2 separate regions of the Mus musculus genome follow, and region 1 is linked to region 2. The links are chromatin contacts, called in public promoter capture Hi-C maps. All regions are on one chromosome and are shown on one strand. Each heading gives the region's core, a stretch centred on a gene start, on an enhancer-like site or on the middle of the called end of the contact. The rest is flanking DNA. Distances are from core to core; before and after follow the strand shown. Region 1 holds the start of Immt (inner membrane protein, mitochondrial). Region 2 holds the start of E230016M11Rik (RIKEN cDNA E230016M11 gene).

Region 1 (4,445 bases), core at 59-2,558, 4.8 Mb before region 2:
TACTATCTACAAATGAGAATCAAAGCACAGCTAATACTTCTCAACAAAGCCTTGCATGACTCTAAGCTGAGACTCCACAACACTAATGTCCAGACTACTACAAAAACTGGAAGATAATCAATGAGGGTGTAGTTACAGGCTGCTTAATGTGTGCTGTTGGATAAATACCAACAGAAAACTAATACGGGGCTCACTTCCCTATGCAAGAGGCTGAAGGACAAACAGTAAAGCAAAAATAAAGAACAAAACTGCTTAACTTCAATCATCTCAGGATGACCCTGTCTCGAAACTTTATCCAATTACTGCTCAAGTTGCAGCATGTTCCTCATAACCTTTCAAGTGTTAGTTTTCTAAAACTTCTGAGTAATGGAAATGGGGTTTTTATTTTCAACTGTAGAAAGTTATACTGACAGTTATGAAAAATTAAAGAGAGACAAAACAGGGCGCCTAAGATACCTGAATGTCAGACATGGTTCCAGTGCTTAGAGACACTGATCCCCAAGCTAATCTCAGAAATAAGCACAAGGTCATGACTTCTGTCCTCCTTCAGCACCAGAAGTTTAAGCTCGAGAAATGAAAAATCTTTCACCTTTTACTATAAGACTAGCTCAAAGGCGCTCTCGGCTACGGAAACAAAAGGAACCCACTCCCAGATTAACAGCAACTTTGACCCCTAGGCTCTCCACCAGTCCAGGAACCTGCTTATTAAAGATGCAACAAGCCCTGAGAAGCAATCCCTGCTGGGAACTGTAGTTCTCCCGCGCCGACCTTCACGATTGGAAACCTATCACGTGCCCAACCGGCGGCCCAGACGCCAGCAGCCAGGATTGGTCCGAGACTGAGATAAGGAGGTACTGATTGGATACCAGGTCCCTGAAGCCACGCCTCAGCGGCACACCCGCCTCCCCGCGCTCCACACCCCAGCCCGCTTCTTCAGCAATAACCCTCGAGTCATTCCAGTCCAGCGGCCGCCCTAGAGGACTGCCTCGGTTCCCCGCACTAGGGGTGGCTCTGCCTGGGGGGGGTGCGCATCATGGATGCCTCTCACGTTGTCCGTTGGCAGTCCGCAGTCAGCGTGACCACGCGCCCCTTCGGAGAGACCCCACGCTCACCTGGGCCGCGACGGTCACGCCGGATAACTGACAGGCCCGCAGCATTTCTGCCGAAGCGACAGCGCTGCTGGTGGACGCGGGAACGACCGCGGCCGCACGAGAGGAGGGCGTGCGTGCTGGTGTGCGTGCCCGCGTCTGTACAGCCTAGCTGCGTCCGGCGCACCGGAAGGGCCACCGGCACCACTGCGCACGCGCCGCCTCCTCCCCTGCTACAGCCGAGGCGGCTCCCTGAGGGTGGGACTCACCCCGGCTGCGAAAAGGGGAGTAAAGCGGTGATTGGCGACTAGGAGGCGGAAGGGCAGGTTCTCCTTCCGGGTCGCGCTTGGGCGCTAGTTTGTCTGCAGATGACCGGGTTACTAGGTGAACTGGCCGGAGAGTGCTGTGTAAAGTTCGACTGTGACTCTTAGAATTAAAGCGTTGGTGAATTAAATTAGAATTAGACTCTTAGAATTAAAGGGATGGGGAGGTGGATCCGGTAGGGACGCCTGCTCCCAGTCCTGACGACCTGAAATTTGCGACCTCTCTGGTGGCAATAGAATCGATTCCAATTAGTTGTCCGCTGACTTCTTTATGGAGCTGAGGCACACGTATGCCTACAGGGTTTTTTTTTTTTTTTTGGTTTTTTTTTTTTTTTTTTTTTTTTTTTTTTCTTTTCCAAAGGGTTGCTGAAGAATAAGCGAATGTGCTGAAGGCATCCTGGGGCAGAATGTGTTTCCGGTGTCTTTAAATAGTAGAGAACGGATAGGAACCCAAATTCTAAGTTCAGGTTTTTACTTAAGTCACACCGCTTTTTTTTTTTTTTTTTTTTTTTTTTTGCCACTTTTATTTTATAAAGATGATTTCGGTCGCAGTTTTGGGGACGGTTTGGAAGACTCTTCCAAGCGTTCTGAGTTTAACAATGTGTTAAAAATTGACTGTCGTTAATATTCTATGTAAATTCCACTATGATTATGTGGTTCTCTTACCATAATAACATAGAAAAATAATTTTCAAAATCTGTTGGAGGCTGGACCTAGTCGTGCATGCTTTTAATCCCAGCGCTAGAGAGGTAGAGGTAGGCAGATATCTTTTGAGTTCAAGGCCAGCTTGATCTACAGAGTTCCAGGACAGCCAGCTGAATATATTGAGACCCTGTCTTGAAAACCACAAAACAACAAATCTGTTTGCAAAATACTTACAAGCCATAAGTAGGTGATTTGTTATGATACGATACAGATAAAAAAAAGCTGCACTTTTATTTTCATTTATAAAATAAATGAAGTCCAGTGTTGTGGTCACACTGTAAATGACAGCACTTGGGAGGCTGTTGCAGGATTGGACTACATAAATTTCAAACAAAAAACAGGAAAGATTTGAAAAATATCAAAAATGTGTTTATGTTCTATATTATCTACGTTCTATACATGCCAAGCTTTTCAGAGCACTTCAGTAATGTACTTGTCGATCTTTGTCATGTCATCATTCGACAGCCTCCAGTCCTCCCATTTTCTTAGTAAATCTAGCAGTCTGGCTCCATCCCTGTTCACCGCTGCTCTGGTTCTTGCCAGCGTGATAACGTCTCGCACACTGTTGACCCGGGGCTGCTTTTGTACTACACTTCGGACCTTGTACTACAGACAGTCTCCTTGGCTTTAAGATCTCATTCTTCAGGGCTGGAGAAATGGTTCAATGTCTAAGAGCATATATTATTCTTGTAGAGGACCCAGATTCAGTTCACAGCCCCAATATCAGGCAGCTTACAACTTCCTATAAATTATCAGAGAGCCCTCCAGATACAGACACAGACATGATTTATAAAAATAAATCTTAAGCCGGGCATTGGTGGCGCATGCCTTTAATCCCAGCACTTGGGAGGCAGAGGAAGGCGGATTTCTGAGTTCGAGGCCAGCCTGGTCTACAAAGTGAGTTCCAGGACAGTGAAGGCTACACAGAGAAACCCTGTCTTGGAAAACAAAAACAGCAAAGCTGGATCTGGGTGCAGGTGTGCAGGGCATCTGAGTTCGGTTCCCAGCACCCACCTCAGGCAGCTCATAACCTTTAACTGCAGCCCCAGGAGATTCTGCGGTACCTTCACTAATGTGTTGTATATAGTTTGAGAAAGAAAGATCTTTTAAAAGATCTTTATGGATCTGGAGAGGGCATTGGCCACTCCCTCAGAGACCAAGGTTGAGTGTCCTGTGTACAACACACCACGACCACCCCCCACACCATGGCTTGCAAACATCTGTAACTCCAGTTCCAGGTGATCCAGTGCCCTGTTTTGACCTCTGTAGTCTATGCATGCACATGGTGCAGATACATGTGCAGGCAAAACACCCATTCAAAAAAATAAATCTTTTTTTATTTAAACAAATTTTATTAGATATTTTCTTCATTTACAATTCAAATGTCCCAAAAGTCCCTTATACCCTCCCCACCCCGCTCCCTAGCCCCCCCCCCGAAAAGGTTAAATCTTAAAAAAAAAGAAAGAAAGAAAGAAAGAAAGATAGTTGTGATGGCACTTGTTTGTAACTCTTTTGCTTGGAAATTAAGACAGATCCCTGGGCATCCAGTCTACAGTCTGTGAACTTGAGAATATTTGAGAAACCTTGCCTTAAAAAAGGAGAGGGAATAGAAATGGCTCATTAGGTAAGAGCTGTGATGGCTAATTTTTATCAACTTGACACAAAGTAGAGTCACCTGGGAAGAGTGAAACTCAATTGAGTAATTACTTCTATCAGACTGACCTGTTGGCATGTCTGGGGGGGGCATTCTCTCTCTTTTTTTAAATGTTTGTTTGTTTATTTATTTATTTATTTATTTTAATGTATGTGAGTACACTGTAGCTGTTTTCAGACACACCAGAAGGTGGCATCAGATCTCATCTCACAACAGATGGTTGTGAGCCACCATGTGGTTGCTGGGAATTGAACTCAGGACCTCTGGAAGAGCAGTCAGTGCTCTTAACCACTGAGCCATCTCTCCAGCCCCCCATTCTCTTTACTAATGATTAATGTGGCAAGGCTCAGCCCATTACAGATGGTGCCACCTCTGGACAGGTGGTCTTTGGTTGTATGAGAAAGAAAGATAAGGGGGATGAGGGGAGATGCAGAATTGCTCAGTGTCAAGAGCATGTACTAGGCTGGAGAGATGGCTCAGAGGTTAAGATCACTGACTGCTCTTCCAGAGGTCCTGAGTTCAATTCCCAGCAACCACATGGGGGTTCACAACCATCTGTAATGGAATGTGATGCCCCCTTCTGTGCGTCTAGAGACACTGACAGTTTACTCATAGGCATAAAATGAACAAATAAATCTTAAAAAAAAAAAAAAAGAGCATGTACTGCTCTTGCAG
Region 2 (4,044 bases), core at 717-3,216:
CTCCGTGACTAGTAGGTTCAGGCAATGCTTTTGTATTTACTGAATAAGCTCATAAAACAAAGAGAGTTTTGAGCTATCCAGTAAAAGTTTGCATTAAAAATTGTTTTTACTTTGTAACTCCTGCTTGCAGTTACGAGGGTTTGCCTTCTACCTACAAGTTGCTATTATCTCAAAGGTGAAATTTGAGCACATGGCTAAAATGTACTACAGTTACAGCTTCATGATTCAGCTTCAGTAATTCAGAGTGAGCTCATAGACAGTAAAGGTGGTGTCATACTCTTCTGCCTGTGATGGGACGCTCAGGGAACATCGTGAGCACCTCGAATTTCCATGATGGCACCTCTGAATACCACAGAATTTCTCTCTTAGCTCTTACTTGATCAGAAGGAGCCTTCTTCAGGAAGGATTCTAAGAACGGTGAATTTGGCTCGTTAAACATGCGATCACCAGCTCCCCACCTTACATGGAGTAGGCAGAAATTTCACCAACTTTTTGTGGAAAAGATTCCAACTTGGTACTGTGCCACCACTACACACAAATGCGATTTTTTTTTTTTTTTTCTTCTCCCTGGAGTTTCAAATTCTCACAACCAACCAAAACCAAATCAAACCAGCCATCAGGGCACCAAAAGACTACTACTGGGAATAAGCAGGTTTACCTGAAACTTGCATATAAACACTGAAGCAAGCTTTGCCCGGCATGTCTGGACACTTAAAAATATGCTTACTAACAACAGCTAGACTGGAGTGCATTAATCCCTGGAAGTAAAATTTAAAAAGCAGCCCCTTAACACAAAGGGCACGAAACGACAATCAAAAGATGTCCACAACCAGAAAAACAATTGGCAGGCTGTTTCAGTCAGAGCTGAGGACACTTGAACCACTGCAAAGCCCTCCGCACCAGAAGGCTCCACAAACTACCTAGAGCTGGCTCAGGACCCCACCAACCGGGTTTCAGCACCACCTTCGTCCCGTGGGCTCCCTCCCGCGTAGCTCCGCCCCTTTCCGCTCAACTCTGCCTTGCTTTGGTGGAGCGAGGGTCTGGGTGTCAACGTCTGCTAATTTGCATAACCCAATGGCCTGACTGCATGCAAATGAAGCTGGACCTGGTTGGCTGAGGGCTAGCCCCATATCTCCGGAATCGGGCCCTTTGTCCTCCAGTGGCCCCGAGGCAGCAGTGCAGAGTTCCCCAGCGAGGCTAGGCGAGCAGCCGGCCGGCCGGAGCGGAGAAGGGAGGGTGGGAGCGAGCGCAGAGCCGGCGCCGCGCACTGTGGGGGCCAGGAGCAGCCCGCGCGCCGAGGGAGGGACTCGCACTTGCAATATGACTTTGGAGGAATTCTCGGCTGCAGAGCAGAAGACCGAAAGGTAAGTGTGCCTGCCGACTCGGTGGCCGCCGCCCCTCCCGCCTCGCGTCCGGGGACCCGGCTGACCCGCTCTCACCCTGCCGCCCGCAGGATGGACACGGTGGGCGATGCCCTGGAGGAAGTGCTCAGCAAGGCTCGGAGTCAGCGCACCATTACGGTCGGCGTGTACGAGGCTGCCAAGCTGCTCAACGTGTAAGTGGCCCGCGTTCCCCGCTCGCCCACCCACCCGCCTCTACCCCGCGCCCCCCTGAGCGTATGCAACTCACCGCTGCCCCGCTGCCCGCAGAGACCCCGATAACGTGGTACTGTGCCTGCTGGCTGCTGACGAAGACGACGACCGGGATGTGGCTCTGCAGATCCATTTCACCCTCATCCGTGCGTTCTGCTGCGAGAACGACATCAACATCCTGCGGGTCAGCAACCCGGGTCGGCTAGCTGAGCTGCTGCTACTGGAGAACGACGCGGGCCCGGCGGAGAGCGGGGGCGCCGCGCAGACCCCGGACCTGCACTGTGTGCTGGTGACGGTAAGAGACCCGGGGCTGCAGCCCAGAATCTGCTGGGGTGGACCTTGTCCGAGCTGAACGCTGATCTCGCGGGGGTTGTGATAGGGTACGGAGCGTGTCTAAGCTCGTGGGTGGCCTCCAGCGGCGGAAGATATCCCTGTGAGTCAGCAAGCTGCCCAGCTGCTACCTCTGCTTACCTCTGCACAACCTCGCGTGGCTAATTCTTTGAGCAGAACAGATTAGATAAAGCCAAATAAATTCCCGGTTTACCCTTCGTTAAGAAGTTAGCTTCATTCTTCATTTGCTGTCAAAGCTAAAGGTAGAAGTGGTGTAGGAGACAGACCTTATTAATTCCCTGGATATAGATAGATACTCTGAAGTGTACCGAGTGGAATTCTTTTCTTTGCTGCTCTTGAGTTTGTTTAAACGAGCTCCCTCCTCCCCACCGCTTAAAAATGTGTGGTGGGTTGATAGTGTTTTCAGAAAGAACCGTGCTGTCTAGGTCTTCTGGTTTTTTGTTTTTGTACTCTTTCTCTTCTGACTTGTGTAGGGAAGTGACTGCCTGGTTACTTGTTGCTGCCAGTAAAATGTGCTATTCATCGTCAGGGAAGATAAGAGTTCAGCAGCTGCCTGCCCTGCAGCCCTCACCGTGCACACAGCCTGAGAATGCTTTTCAGGAGTCTTTTACTTATGACCCACCAGGGTACATGCTTGGAAGGGAGGTCTTAAGAATGGTAACCTCATGCAGAATGGGGTAGTTAATATGCAAAACTCTGTGTAGTTCCGTGCACGTTACAGGTGTTTAGACTATGCTAGATGCTGTTTTTAACAGAATGTTCGGGGTTTGGCCCTTTCAAAAGTAGCACAATTAGTAGCAGAAGCTGATTATTTTCCGGGGAAGTAATTTTTTCAAAATCTGTTCACAGAACCCACATTCATCACAATGGAAGGATCCTGCCTTAAGTCAACTTATTTGTTTTTGCCGGGAAAGTCGCTACATGGATCAGTGGGTGCCCGTGATTAATCTCCCGGAACGGTGATGGCATCCGAATGGAAATAACTGAACCAAATTGCACTGAAGTTTTGAAATACCTTTGTAGTTACTCAAGCAGTCACTCCCCACGCTGATGCAAGGATTACAGAAACTGATGTCAAGGGGCCGAGTTCAACTGCACGAGGGCTCAGAGATGACTTTGCAGAGGGAGAGAGAGGTGAGCCTGAAGAAGGAAGCTGCGAGAAAAGAGAAATCCAAGGCAAAAGGGACAAAAACTACAAAGCACTGCAAGAAAGAAAACTGCTAATTTAGGATGGCCAGGTTACTTTCAAATAAGCCAAATATTGCTTTGTTGAAACTTTAAATGTATAGCAATAGTTTGGGTATTTTTTTTCTTTTTTTTTTTTGGTCTTTATGCCCTCAAATAAAAGGAAAGTAAAAGAGGATTAATCATATTTTCAAGCCACAGTTTAAATGTATTTTGATGAGATGTTAAATTCTCAGAAGTTTTATTATAAATCTTACTAAGTTATTTTATGATGTGAAAGGTTATTTATGATAAAGTTTTTGAAGCACATTATCTAAAATAAACTGGTATGGAATAATTGTGTCATTTCTCAACGTGTGGTTTGTGTTTTACAATATTGATTATTGGACATTCTATTGAAGCTTTGCTGTATTTTACACTAGGCAGGAAGATGGTGGGGGGGGGCGGTTGTAGAGGGTCGGGGTAAGGAAAAAGGGAATATGGCAAGATTCACCTTGCAAAGTCTAAATTACAGTGAATGACTTAAATGCTATAATTAATTGCATGCAAAACGTGGAAGCAGAGAGGAGGGTTACCAAAGCTGCTTGAAGATGAGTGAAGCTTTTACTGAGGAAAAAACATTTCATTGGAGGCATCAAAGATCACAGCCTGCAGAGAGACCTACGAGGGTGTCTCTGCCTGCCTCTGGTGTAGGCAGATAAGTGAGAGAGGGTTGGAAAGGTGGGGGTTCAGCTCAGATGCTGACAGGAGTTCTTGCATCACCATTATGTATTTGAGCTTCTTTCTGTGAACTTGCCACAGTCTGCAGAAGGAAGTGACCTGGTCAGTGTTGTAGGTAGATAACTTGGGGAGGTATGGGGTAGTAAATAGGGTGAGTGGCTGGCTATACAGTACCAGCGTAAGGGAGAACCGTGGC

What was found. Promoter capture Hi-C pulls out the DNA fragments that hold promoters and counts their contacts.
Region 1: a promoter capture Hi-C map of pre-B cells shows a contact between it and region 2. The contact joins the promoter of Immt here to the promoter of E230016M11Rik in region 2. A contact is called at or near these places in 2 of 39 promoter capture datasets (cranial neural crest and pre-B cells).

The regions. Positions count from the first base shown.
Region 1 is chr6:71,828,183-71,832,627 of GRCm38.p6, reverse strand. Immt (inner membrane protein, mitochondrial) reads right to left here and starts at 1,308. Exons shown (of 15, transcript NM_001253681.1): 1 at 1,113-1,308. The coding sequence starts at 1,157.
Region 2 is chr6:67,034,521-67,038,564 of GRCm38.p6, reverse strand. E230016M11Rik (RIKEN cDNA E230016M11 gene) reads right to left here and starts at 1,966. Exons shown (of 7, transcript NR_040278.1): 1 at 1,630-1,966. It overlaps Gadd45a (growth arrest and DNA-damage-inducible 45 alpha), which reads left to right and starts at 1,158. Exons shown (of 4, transcript NM_007836.1): 1 at 1,158-1,364; 2 at 1,454-1,555; 3 at 1,650-1,887; 4 at 2,793-3,469. The coding sequence starts at 1,321. The coding sequence ends at 2,906.